3 separate regions of the Mus musculus genome follow, and all the other regions are linked to region 1. Evidence: chromatin contacts called from public promoter capture Hi-C data. All regions are on one chromosome and are shown on one strand. Each heading gives the region's core, a stretch centred on a gene start, on an enhancer-like site or on the middle of the called end of the contact. The rest is flanking DNA. Distances are from core to core; before and after follow the strand shown.

Region 1 (4,869 bases), core at 1,471-3,970:
CAGTGTCGCACTTTAGTAGACTTTAAGATGTATATACTTTATATTTTACTATATTAAAAATGATAACTGAACAGGTGAAATGGTTCAGTGGGTGGAGGTGCTTGCCACCAAATGTGACAACCTGAGTTCTACACCAGAGGCTCACGTGGTGGAAAAAGAGAACCCATCCATGTAAATTGTCCTTTGACCTCTACATGGGCACTGTGGCACATGCACATATATGTGCACACATGCACACACACAAATAAATGTAATAGACTCTTTTTTCTTAATGAGAATCATTTCAGCACTTGGGAGGTAGAGATAGGTGGACTGGAAGTTCAAGGTGATCCTCTGCCAGGCATCAAGTTCAAGAGCAGCATCAGCTAAAATCTGACAGGCAGGAGAGAGTGATGAATGAGAATCGGGTTTTCCGGCACCAAGGTATCTAGTATGGTGATAGGCATTCAAAAAGACCTACCAGATTCTGCTCCAGAAACATAGGCTGTTAGGCTGCACAGACCGTGAGTACAACACTATCTTTCGTTAAATTCTCTCAAATTTCAAGATTGATGCTGTAACCCTGGGAGGAAGCAAGGGCTTTACTGAGAGGAGAAACTTCACTGTGGTTCATACAGACAAGCCATTATCAGGGATGCCACTATACAAAGAGAAGGCCATCTCAGCATGCTCAAGAGGCCTTCAGAGACTGGACAGGGAGCCATCTCTGTTGGACACCCATGAGGAAGCCACCACTGAACCCCCAAGAAGAAACAAATGCTGCCCTTGACCGTCAAAGCACTCAAGTTCTGTGATGCTGCTAGGATTGCTAGGATTCCCCTGGCACCTACAAATGGCCCCGAGGCCGCTGGCATCCATCCCATAACAGCTCAGAGAAGATACACTCCAACTTTTTGTTCCAGAGGATTTCCTGTGCTGGGCTCTGCTCCACCCAGAGCGTCCACGTCCTCCCTTCAGGTTTCAAGGCTGTCCTCTGCCTCTATCAGTTACCTGAGCTGATCTTCAGATCAACATAAGGTGCCAACTGTAGGCTCCTGAGGTGTCTCAGAACCTTGGAGCCGAGGCCAGGTGTCTCATCAGCCACTGGCGAAGGCAGGATTACCAGATCTGGTTTAATCAGTTTGGACCATATGGCTCTTATCTAGAAATTCTGCATGTGCATTCGCAAGTCAGGGCTCAGAACACTGAAGCTGGTGAAAGAGACCACAAATGTAAGGATGAAGGAACTGAGGGCCACACCACGCCTGCATTAAAACAGGCCAATCCCTCTTCAACGAAGTGCCACGGGGCTCTTCAGTTTCAAAAAACACAGCCCATCTTTATAACTGCCACTTATTCTAATTTCAAATTTCTGTTTTCTGTGAGAGGAGAAAAATGCTTTTAAATTATCAGGATCCAAAATTTTCCAGTGAGAAGCTCACTGGAGTCACTGTTAAAAGGAACCAGTCACCGAGAAAAAGGCTATTACTGGTCTGGGCAAGAAAATACAGAAGATTCCATACATACGCTGTCAAGCCTGGCAAGAAAGATCGTAGCCCGACTTCCACCCTTCCCACCCAGCCCCAAGTAAATAGGGCATTTGTTTGTATTTCCACATTGGCCGCACCATTGGCCGCACCAACGAAAGTACCTCCTCCACCTAGGAAAACAATCTGGAACATTCAGGCATGGAATATGAGGGCAAAGTTTTAGTACACACTGGAGCACCTCACAGAAAATTATTTTTCCTAAGAGTCTGTCCTTCAAGCACTTCCCAGAGTTTACACTTAATACCTGGTTTGGTATTTCTAGATCGTTCTAGGACAAAGCTTCTTGTTGTTATCTATTAAAACTGGAGCCAGAGGGAATCTTCCCACAGCGGGACTCGAAAGTTTTACTCTTTAGGGGGACACACACACACAAACCCCTCTTCATTGTCTCCTTTGCACCAAATAGGTTCAGGCAGAGTTGTCCTGTGGTTAGGTGCCTAGAGGGGGTTAGTTACTTAAATTTAGAATCCGTAAAACAAAAGTTGAGAAACTTTCCGTCTCAGGGAAACGCTGCAGTTTATTTGACTGCCTTTTGTTAAGCCCTGTCTCATTAGCCACATATTCGGTCTTTCTAACCCTACCGTCCCAGGTCTCCCGGCAGACCCACACAAACATCCCCGCGCGATTCAGTTACCTGCGGGGAACCGGCGGGGGCATGGAAAACCTGCCGAAGGATTCGCTCAGGATACTGGTTTAACAGGTGGCTCTGGCCATCTCCGGGTTTCAGCCTCGCAAAGGACACGGTCCTCACGCGCAGTCCGCTCCAGGAAAGGTAAGGGACCAAAGACTCAACTCAGACAACACGCCACGAGCCACTCTCGCTCTCGGGAAAACCCCTAGGTGAAAAGCCACACGTCGCGATCCCCGAAGCCCCAGGATGGAGGCCAACCGGTGGCACTGACCTCGGCGACGACAGAGCCCCAGCTGCGCGCAAAGGGCTTCCCCAGTTACCAAGACCCGGACCGGGAGCCCTGGATGATCCCGACAGCTGCTGCCGCTCCCGGTGTCCCGCGCTTGGCCTGGCCTCGCTCAGTAGGGCGGAACTCACCGAGCCAAGTCCCCTCCGCGGGTCGCAGGTGTCCACGCCGACTGAGACCCTCGGGGCTCACGCCGTCCTCCGGCCAGCAAGTCGTGCACGCACGCACGCCGATCGTCCCGGGCTGCCTGGAGCGCGCTCCCCAGGGCGTCCAGCACCTCCCCGCCGCGCGCTCTCGGCGGCCGTGCGCGCTCCGCCGCCCAGCGCTCTGCACCTCTGCCGCGCGTTCCTGGCGGCCGGACTCCAGTCGGCCAGAGGTAGTCTGCGCGTCCCCGCGATACTTAAAGGGCCAGCGCCCAAAGCCCTTGGCTGTGCCTGTCAGGCCTTCTCGGTCTACTTGTGAGACTGAATTGAGCATGAGCAATCGTAATACCAATGTGCTTTTGAAGTCCTGAATAAGAAGGGACTTCTCCAGCAACTCCACCACTAACTTTGAGAGTTTCGTTGTTGTTGTTGTTGTTGTTTTAAAGTAGAATTTCATTATGTAGGATGGCTTCAAGTTCATGATCCTCCTGCCTCAGCCTCCTGACTTCTGAGATTACAGGCATCCAACAACAATATCCTGAAGAGATTATTTTCATTTAATAATAATGACTGTTATTTATGAAATACGTATACTTTCAAACAAGACACATAACATACATTATTTTGTTTAATTCATTTAGACAATGTTTGTGGGGTCGTGGGGTTAAGTCTTTCTTTGTTTTTGTTTTTTTGAAAAGGGATCTCATTATGTAGCCTTGGCTGGCCTGGAGCTCACTATGTAGACTAGGCTGGCCTCCAATTCAGAGAGAGCCAATGCAGGCTGAGATTAAAGGCGTGTGCCACCACGCCAAGCTCTATTCATGTTTAATGAACTTGTAAGCATTGTCCATATGTGAGTTACTTATGTGATGTTCCCATATGTGTGCACACTGAACAGGGTTTTTAGCAGAGTAAACATGGCCAGCTCCTTAAATATTTATCATTTGCTTGTCATGAAAAATGTCAAAATCCTTCTTGCTTTTTTTTGAGGATTTTGTTTCTTTTGGTTCATTCATTCATTCATTCATCCACTCATCCATTCCTTCATTCGTGTGTGTGTGTGTGTGAGAGAGAGAGAGAGAGAGAGAGAGAGAGAGAGATGCTTCAAAAAGTGAAGGTCAGCCGACAGCCTTCAGGAGCTGGTCCTCTCTTGCCCTCACGAGGGTCAGAGTTCAGGGCTCAGGGCAAGTGCCTCAATCCAATGAGCCATTTTCTTGGCCAGCCAGGTCCTTTGACTTCTTATGGTTATTTTACAGAGAGGGATTTTTGAGGTCGACGAGGCTGAAGAAAGGCCCCGGTTTTGATCCTGTTGATTGTTGGGATATCTTTACCACCGGGGGGAACATTTCTGAGTAGCTAATAGTAATAGCTCATTGTTGTGGCAGCCTTTCCCAACCGGGCAGAAGCTAATGTTCTCAGCGAGAAAGCCAGGGCCATGGATTTTATTCACTGTAATGCTTGGTGTGGCTCGAATGACAACCTGTACCCCCTAAATGTTTGCATTTTCCCCATTTAATGGAAAGCGAAGGAAGTGGCTGGCCACACAAATGACTGGGTTACAGGCAGCTGACAGGGCTGAGCCCAATTCCTCAGTCCTGAGATCATACCTTGGTCTTCCCCAGGAAGAAGAAGTACCTGATTAAAGGGAAGAAAACTTTTTCTCTAATAACACACTGGCCTCGCCTAACTCCCTGCATCTTTAATTAATGTTTACAAAGCACTTTAATCTACATGCTAGTTAATTAGGCAAGCATTATTATTTTTTTTATTTTTACACAGAAGGCTTCCCCATCCTTTCCCTATCACCTCCCCACCCCCATAATTCCAAGCACTAAGCTGGAGGCAGGCAAGGGTTCAAGCGCAGGGTCTCCAGCCTGCATAGGGTCCTCCAGCTCTCCCATCCACTGAGAGTCAATGTGAGCCTGTTCTATAAAAACAGAAGCAGTCCAGCCACACCTGCTTGTAGCTATAAGCAAAACCCTGCAACTGGAAGTAGGCCCTGCTGATCAGAACAGTAAACTGGTCACGTGGCTCCCCAGTGTGGTGCAGGGCGCAGTGAACACAGGAACTGGTCCAAGAGGAGCCATTTTCCAAAAACACTTCCGGTTGGCCAGGTCTTGGTCCACTAATTTCAGACATGACTCTGGTCACCGTTCACTGACATAAGAAGGTGTCCAGCTTGGGCTGGGAGGCAGAATTCACAGTCTTTATTCTCACTTTCTGTTTACTCTTGGCCTTGGACTTAACAGGCACTGGTCGGATAATGGCTGTGTCCCTAGG
Region 2 (4,145 bases), core at 14-2,513, 1.1 Mb before region 1:
GGCAGAGAGAGGGCCTTTAACCTCAAGTATAGCTTGCTCCCTGGATGGTTCTTGGACCTGATTTCCAGCCTCCTTCAACAAACATTTGCATTCAATTTATAAGACATGTTTGTTCCTGTTGTATGTGGGAGCATGGCTATAGAACCCACTCTGGTAAAAGGATTGGGTTTTGGTGCACCCCGAATCTGGATATGGCCTTCTGCCTTGCTTTAGTGTTTCCTCAGATATAAACCCTACCGTGTAGGCCAGGCAATTGTGCTTAACTTGTTCTGTTCTGGCTTACGGTATACTTATTTACATTCTGCTGCTTTCAATTATCCTTAGAACCACATCCACAATGCCCGCCTGAGAAGCAATGGGTGGGTACCTTCTTCCTTGTTTCTATTTCCTCAATTCCCTGTGTTTGCATCTTCCTGCTAGATTAGCTTGCTTTCAGCTTCTTGAACTGTTTTCAGCTTAGGCATTTTGTCTAGAAAGCTCTTTTAGAGTACTTTCTCATCTCCAACTAGCTAATTTCTGAGCCTTTCTAGTCGGCCATACCCCGAAGGTTCCCTCTAGAGCCCCTCTGCCCTAGTTAACTGCACATTTGTCCACCACTGTGTGCTTGTTATAAGGATCCTCTTCAGAGTGCACCACCACTGTCCGGCAGAAATAAACTTTTAAAAAACAAAAATAAAAGGGCGCTCTTAAAAAAAGAAAACAACCGGGTTGGGGAGGTGGCTCAGCGGTTAAGAGCATTGACTGCTCTTCCAAAGGTTCTGAGTTCAAAGCCCAGCAACCACATGGTGGCTCACAACCATCTGTAAGGAGATCTGACGCGCTCTTCTGGTGTGTATAAAGACAGCTTACATATAATCAACCAATATTTAAAAAGAAAGAAAAAAGAGAAGAGAAGAGAAGAGAAGAGAAGAGAAGAGAAGAGAAGAGAAGAGAAGAGAAGAGAAAAGAAAAGAGAAGAGAAAAGAGAAGACAACCCAAAACGGGCTCCTTAAGCACTCGAGCCCTCCATCTTCCAGCCCCGGCGCCTTGCCCGTTCCAGCCTCGGCCAAAGGTCGCCTGCTCCGCTGGATCCAGATCTCGGCGCCTTTGCCCCTCAGAGCCCGCGCCTCTCCCTCAGACCCCAATCCCTGCGTGGATGCCCAGAGTTCCGGACACACGCAAACCCCGTGACGCTTACCTAAGACCCGGGCCTCTTCCCGGTCCACAGCGGATCCCGCCAAAAAACTAAATTGGGCTCCGCCCAACTCTGACGTCGACGCGTTCATTTGTGGAGGACGCTCTGATTGGCTCCACCGGAACTCTTGGACCACACAGATCCTTGGCTGGGGGAAGCACCGCCTCTCAGTAGAGCAACCTGATTGGCCATCTTTGTTATGGGCAAAGAACTTCCGGTTGGTGAGGCTGCAGATTCCCATAATTAAGATTCACATAGCAGAGCTCCAGCCCATCTCTGTAAGTTAACACTCAACTGGTTTCCCTGCTGGAAGTAAACTTATTGAAGTCCCAACCAGTTTTGCTGCTCCTATGTCCAGTTTAGATATTAGGATTTGAATAGAGAGAGAGATGAAAGTTTCTACTTTTCACTCTGTCTGACCTACAGGAACTACCATTTCTTCAGATTTTGTTTCTACACCTGTAAACGAGGGAAAGGCTAGATATTTTTGGACGCAGAAAACAATATCCCTAGAATAGTGCAGATTCAGGGAACTAGATTATGTCAGAGTTGAGAATAATTTATCAGATCATTCTTCAGTAAAATTCAAACTTTTCTTTACAAGTATTTATACATAGGTCTAAAACCATTTTCCAAATGCAGAATATTTACCCTCCATAATTCCAAAGACTTCCATGCACAGTTTTGTTGATGTTTAAGACAGGGTCTCTCCAAGAAGCTCTGGCCTTGACCTTTCTGTGTAGATCAGGTGAGCCTTGAACTCAAGACTCTGCTTCCCACCTACTGGGTTTAGAGTGCCTGCCTGGATTACTTTAAAACAGTATGTAGCAGGATCCAGAGTGTCCTGGGATTCCTCCTCCCTCCCCCTCTTCCTTTTCCTTTGTGCTGATGATTGGATAACGGGGTTCATGGATTCTAAGCATGCCCTGTGCCACTGCCATGGAGCTGGATTCACACCCCTGGCCTAGGATTCTTGAAACCTGCCTCAGCTTCAAGAGTGCTGGGATTACAGTGACCACACGCACCTCCAAGTGACACTCTTTAGAGTCTGAATTCATCCACTAGTTGATTTGAGATAAGACAGCATTGGTGTCTCTATCTCTCCACTCTGTTTACCCAGTGTGTGACTAGAAAGCAAAGAATCTTGATGCCTGGACACGGAGTTTTCTTCTTCTCCATCTCATCGTTATCAAAGCCTGTGCTCCTGGCTCAGGATTAGGAATAATTCTAGTATGAAAATTTCACAGTGATAAAGAGACTTCAATAATTAGATAGGCCAGTCCTTTTTTTTTCTTTTTTTTTTTTTTTCAAGACAGGGTTTCTCCGTGTAGACCTGGCTGTCTTGGAACTCACTCATAGACCAGGTTGGCCTCGAACTCAGAAATCCGCCTGCCTCTGCCTCCTGAGTGCTGGGATTAAAGGCGTGCACCACCACTGCCCGGCTGATAGGCCAGTTCTTGTTGGTCCTCTCTAGTTCCTTTCTTCCCTGTGACTTTACAGATAACCTTTGCTTCCCATGTGATTCCAGGAATAGGAAACAGTATCAATCTAAGTGTTCAAGCACAGATGGATATGGAGAGCTAAGCAATTTGTACTAATTGGTTTGGTGGCAATTTTGAGGAAAGAGGAGGAAGTGATTTGGGGTAAAATAAATTCAGAATCCAATGCCTGTGGGATATTGAGGAGAGAGAAAGAGGGCAGAGGAAACTCAGACAGAGGCTAGCTGGTCCCTTTCTGACTTGTACAACTAGTTGTTACTTGAGGTGATCCACTTTAGCAGGGAACATGGGAAATCCACATTTAAGGGACATGATAGAGTCCATTTGGTTTCATAATGGCATCTGAATATGTTTGGCTTCTTGGTTCTGTGACAACTTCAGGCAGGAAGAAATTAGAAATCCTGAGAACATTTAACTATCAATGCGCAAGCTGACTTAAGGCAGGACAGATTTGGTTCTATGGCTCCTAGAGCTGGATGAGGCAGAAGGGTATGTTGATAAGGCGGAGCATGGTGGAAGGTTTGGTGTGCTTGCACAGAGCTGCTCGACTCATGCAGCCAGGAAGCAGGAAGACAGAAGAGCCAAGAGCAAATTTACCACTTCTGCTCTCAGTGACCTCTTCCTCCAGCTAGGCCCCGCCTACAGAGTGCTACCACCTCCCAGAAGCCTTTTGTTTTGGCTCAGCTATCCTCGAATGTTCCCCGTAGACCGGGCTGGCCTTGAACTCAAGAGATCCACCTGCTTCTGCCTCCCAAATGCTAAGATTTAAGGTGTGTGCCACCACCACACTGTAGCTGGTCTTTCATTACTTTGTGAGTTCTTTCTTCCACCCTTTCAACCCCACAACACCAAATAAAAGAAAAAAGGATAAAGAGATCCCTGAATAAAGTCAGGGCTCAGAAATGGGGAGACATTGTTAAGACTACTTCCTGCTGATTAGGGCCATCCGAGTTTTTGGGACAAGTTTGGTCTTTGCCATCAGGATGTTTAATTTCTTCTTGTTTCTTCTTTGCACGTGGCTAATTAACAAACTGGGGCCAACATCAACCAACAACCCACCAGGTTTCTGGCGTTTATACACCCTCCAAAAAAATCCCTAGAATTCCAAACATCACAAAATCAAAGAAACCATCTACAGCTGGCAAAATCACACCCCCACCTCAGCCTGAGGCAAACCATAGTCAGCTGCTGTCACAGCTGAAGCAGCCCCATATTCCACAAAGCAAGACATATTCTTAAGATATTTTTTTTTAATTTTTATTTTTGTGTTTTTCTTGTTTGCTTGGGGTTGTTTGTTTTGTGTTTTTTGTTTTTGAGACAGGGTTTCTCTGTATAGCCCTGGCTGTCCTGGAACTCACTTTGTAGACCAGGCTGGCCTCGTACTCAGAAATCCACCTGCCTTTGCCTCCCAAGTGCTGGGATTAAAGGCGTGCGCCACTACCACCAATTTTGGCAAGAAACCAAAATTCCAA
Region 3 (4,670 bases), core at 1,364-3,863, 1.2 Mb before region 1:
CCCAGGATTCCTGTCAAAATGGCTCTGCTCTACACAAGAAAACCTACAGAATCAACTAACCTGGGCCCATGAGACTCACAGAGACTGAAACACCAACTAAAGAGCATGCAGGGGGTGGGGCTGGAGAGATGGCTCTGACTGCTCTTCCAGAGATCTTTAGTTCAATTCCCAGCAACCACATGGTGGCTCACAACCATCTGTAATGGGATCTGATGCCCTATTCCGGTGTGTCTGAAGACAGCTACAGTGTATTCATATATACAAAATAAATAAGTCTTAAAAAGAAAAAGAGCATGAAGGCTGGACCTAAGCCCCCTACACATACATAACAGATGTGCAGTGTCATGTGGGGCCCCCAGCAACAGGAGCAGAGGCTGTCTCTCTGCCGTTGGGACCCTTTCCCCTAACAGGGCTGCCTTGTTTAGCCTAAAAGGGAGAAGATGCAGCTAATCTTCCTACAACTTGGTATGCACGGTAGGCTGACATTCATGGAAGGCATCCCCTTCTCTGAGGAAGCAGAGCTGGGAGGAGGGGACATAGAGAGGGACTGGGAGGAGAGGAGGGAGGGAAGCTCCAATCAGGATGTAAAATAAAGCAATGAATTCTTAAAATGTCTCTGCTCTAAGGCTCTTTTTCAGACAATCTCTTTAATCTGAGATGACTCCTGATGTGTTTCTTATGCAGGTAACTAAGTACTCCTTGGTCAGTTCTGAGAAGTCAGCACCTCTAGTTAAAGGCAGGCCAGTGAGAGTCCAGGGAGAGCCCAGAAACAGCCAGTGTTGGCTGTGCCTTCCTCCACTGGAAAACACTTGTCCATTTACTCTGCTCTTACGTTTTTGCCAGTTACATTTATTTCCCAGTCAAGCTTATGGAAGATATTAATATAAAGTCTCATGAGAAGGGAGCTTCAGGTGAGTGCGCTTCTGTTCCAGAGCTAATGCTTATGGGTTTGTCTTTCTTCCACCCTTTACCCCCAACCCCCTTTCATCCTTTCAACCCCTAACACTAGATAGGAGAGAAAAAAGGAGAGAAGGGTGAGAGGGAAGGAAAGAGAACCCTGAATCTAATTTCTTTTTTCTTCTTTGAGCATGACTAACAAACCACAAAGAACCCTCTTGAATGACCAATAGCAACCCACCCACATCTCAGGGCTCTAGCATTTATACACCCTCTGAAAAGTCCCCAGATTCCAAATGTCACACAATCACAGAAACTATCTACAGCTGGCAAATCCATGCCTCTGCTGGAGCACGAGGCAAATCATAGTCAGCTGCGGCAGTCGCTCAGAAGCAGCCCCGTATCCCACACCTGGGACTAGAGGGAAAACAGTCTTATCATATTTCTGTGTTTCTTAAGGAAACCAAAATTCCAAAATTGTCACTTCAAATGATGATCACTACTGGAAAAACTCCAGTTGTCCAATCCTTCAGCTTGCAGCAAGCTGGATGACCATCCCAGAAACACTGAAACGTTAAAGGGACGGTGTTCTAGTGCTCCACACAGCTCAGAGGACCCGAAGGGCTGCATGCAAGTGGTTGCTAAGAAGTATTTTTTTTTATTTATATTTATATTTGTGTGTGTGTGTGTGTGTGTGTGTGTGTGTGTGTCTGTGTGTGTGTCTGTGTGCTAGTATACTGGCTCCCTTTGAGGTGAGGCAAGGATGTTCTCTTCCAGTCCTCTGCGAGAGCAGCAAGCATAATTGGAACACTGAGCCATCTCCCCAGCCAGGTTATAAAGAAGTATAAGCATTTTGCTATTGTTGTCTTCTTGCATCTCCACAAACATAGTTTCGTGTTTTAAAGATGCTTATAACTAGTCATTAATATTAATATAGTTCATTAAATAATACATAGGTTGGCCGGGCGTGGTGGCGCATGCCTTTAATCCCAGCACTCGGGAGGCAGAGGCAGGCGGATTTCTGAGTTCGAGGCCAGCCTGGTCTACAAAGTGAGTTCCAGGACAGCCAGGGCTATACAGAGAAACCCTATCTCGAAAAACAAAAAACAAAAAAACAAAACAAAACAAAAATAATACATAGGTTGAACCTAGGGTCTCCGGCTTGCCAGGCATACTCCCTATCACTGAGCTATCTCCTTAGGCCAAGGGCTCCATGTTTTACTTTGTGTTATCATCCCTGGGAACAGTGTATCAGGTGAGGAGATCCCATAGAAGTCACCAGAATGGCCCTGTGGCTCAGTGAGCTTCACCAGACAGACATCTTGTATTCAGATATCAGGAGCCATTCTTGTCTGACATTTGGATGCAAATAATCTCTGAGAAATTCCTTCTTTCTCTGGCCCCATATGTTTCAGCCGTGGCTCCCAGCATCCTACCCCATCTTGAGAACATGCAAAGAACTCATTCAAACACGCCATCTGCTTCTCCCACTTGGACTCAGGCTGAGTATTTCTCAGAGCATCTCCTTGGGCACGGACGTTGGCAAGGACAGTTTAAAACTGCCCCTGCCAGGGCCCACAAGCTCCACTTCTGTGGAGATTTTTCCAGGGGCCAAAAACATCTCCAGTGTTCTGGCCTGGAGCAGCCAATGGAAACCACAGCCAGGACCCCTCCCACTCTCCCCCAGTGGCATCCCGGCTTCCTGCCTTCTGTTTCTCTCTCTCTCTTGCCTGTCTGCCTGACTCAGAAGTGAGGACTTACTGGGCAGCTGCTTCAGAGTACTGGGGACTTCCAAGATACCTCACCTTATTATCTGTCCTGTGGTTTCTGGGGGTGCTCTGTAAAGATGTCCTGGAGACGGGTCATTCTCCTGTCATCTCTCTTGGCCCTGGTGCTCCTGTGTAGTGAGTATGGGAGGGTCAAAGGGTGGGTGGTGTTAGCTACACAGGAATACTTACTACGTATAGGTAAATTTGTTCAGGTGGCATAGGTAGGAGGGGTGTGTTTAGTAAGGAAACTATTCTTGGTGTGTGTTTGTGTGTGTGCAAAAGATAATGTAATAGAGAAAAACAGCAAAGATAAAAAATAGGAAGCAACCCAGCTCATATGGTGGGTTTCCATCAAGACTGGATGGTATGCCAAGGGGCAGAGCGCCCCATATGCAGTCTGGCAAGCCACTGCACCCAGAACTATCGAAGCCCCACCGGGGCCTCTGATGTTGCCACCTTTCCTTGTGCCTTACCCTACAGTGCTACAGGAGGGGACCAGCGCTTCTGTGGGGAGCAGGCAGGCAGCTGCAGAGGGGGTGCAGGAAGGTGAGTCTAGGGGCGATCCCTACATGTGGGAGAGGTGGATCCTGCTCCCCCATCCCATGTGCGTGTGAAGAGCCCTTTTCTGGTTTCAGGTGTGAAACAGAAGATTTTCATGCAAGAATCTGATGCCTCCAATTTCCTCAAGAGGCGTGGCAAGCGGTCTCCTAAGTCCCGAGATGAAGTTAATGGTAAGGCTGCTGGATGGTCTCCCTCCCACTGTGGAAGACCAAAGCCCCAAGAGATTAAAGTTCTGGGAGCAGTAGTACGATATCTGGGGCCAGTGAGATGGCTCAAAGGGTGAAAGTGAGTGGAATTAAGTCCTTGGATTGCATTTGGTAGAAGACAACTGGCCCCAAAAAGTTGCTCTCTGACCTCCATGTGCACACAGTGGTAGGAATATGTCCCTAGTAAATTAAATAAATAAAAATATAGAAACGGTATCATATTTCACTGTCTGTGGGCCACTGGTTGAACTGAATGTGGCATCAGAGTAAAGAACTGTATAAAATAAACCACCTTAAGAGGACCAGGGGGCTGGTGAGATGGCTCAGTGGGTAAGAGCACCCGACTGCTCTTCCAAAGGTCTGAAGTTCAAATCCCAGCAACCACATGGTGGCTCACAACCATCTGTAACAAGATCTGACGCCCTCTTCTGGGGTGTCTGAAGACAGCTACAGTGTACTTACATATAATAAATAAATAAATCTTAAAAAAAAAAAAAAAAGAGGACCAGGATGAGCTGGGCAGTGGTGGTGCACGCCTTTAATCCCAGCATTTGGGAGGCAGAGACAGGTGGATTTCTGAGTTCGAGGCCAGCCTGGTCTACAGATGAGTTCTAGGACAGCCAGGACTATACAGAGAAACCCTGTCTCGAAAAACCAAAAGCAAGCAAACAAACAGGCAGCAGGATGGATCCAGATTCAGAAAGTGAAAACCTAGAATGTGTACTACGTGTAAAGTAAAGGGAATGGGGTACTTCAGAGCGAGAGTAGTGGCCTGATGCACCCAGGACAACATGTGTCATCAGGGGACAAAGCACAAGGGACCCAAGTGCTGAGAAGAGGTGGTTTGGTAACAGTTCTGCTGCTGAGTGGCCTTAGCCACTCCCCAACATTGTTTCCAGTTTCCTTATCTATAAACTTGGGGGGAAAGCTGGTGACAATGTATCAAGGGAGGGAGCTGGTATATGTGTGTGTTTTGTTTGTTTTGCTTTGTTTCTTTCCTGTGAATTTTAGACTCTCCAGTACTCTGAATGCCTCAGTTGGTCGTTGACCTGCCAGCCCAGGGGGCACTGGAATTTCCGACCCCTAACACTGATGCTCCTAAGCCTCTGAGCTCAGGCCATCCTGGCTGAGTGGGTGCTTTGATTCTTCCCTTGTGCATGCGGGTGAATGAACTCTTTGTGTCTTTTACCAAACTCAGCAAGGTGACTTGCTGCTCAGTAAAAACAGCAGGATTATT

What was found. Promoter capture Hi-C pulls out the DNA fragments that hold promoters and counts their contacts.
Region 2: a promoter capture Hi-C map of hippocampal neurons shows a contact between it and region 1, with 4 times the contacts expected there. The contact joins the promoter of Mcm10 here to the promoter of Proser2 in region 1. A contact is called at or near these places in 1 of 39 promoter capture datasets (hippocampal neurons) and 1 of 115 datasets of contacts at active chromatin or transcription factors (embryonic stem cells).
Region 3: a promoter capture Hi-C map of pre-B cells shows a contact between it and region 1, with 4 times the contacts expected there. The contact joins the promoter of Ucma here to the promoter of Proser2 in region 1. A contact is called at or near these places in 5 of 39 promoter capture datasets (the 3T3-L1 cell line, cranial neural crest, hippocampal neurons and 1 more) and 1 of 9 other capture datasets (liver).

The regions. Positions count from the first base shown.
Region 1 is chr2:6,127,465-6,132,333 of GRCm38.p6, forward strand. Proser2 (proline and serine rich 2) reads right to left here and starts at 2,721. Exons shown (of 4, transcript NM_144883.4): 1 at 2,578-2,721. It also overlaps the pseudogene Gm13384.
Region 2 is chr2:5,011,528-5,015,672 of GRCm38.p6, forward strand. Mcm10 (minichromosome maintenance 10 replication initiation factor) reads right to left here and starts at 1,264. Exons shown (of 20, transcript NM_027290.3): 1 at 1,178-1,264.
Region 3 is chr2:4,973,509-4,978,178 of GRCm38.p6, forward strand. It overlaps Ucma (upper zone of growth plate and cartilage matrix associated), which reads left to right and starts at 2,614. Exons shown (of 5, transcript NM_001113558.2): 1 at 2,614-2,801; 2 at 3,147-3,212; 3 at 3,302-3,397. The coding sequence starts at 2,744.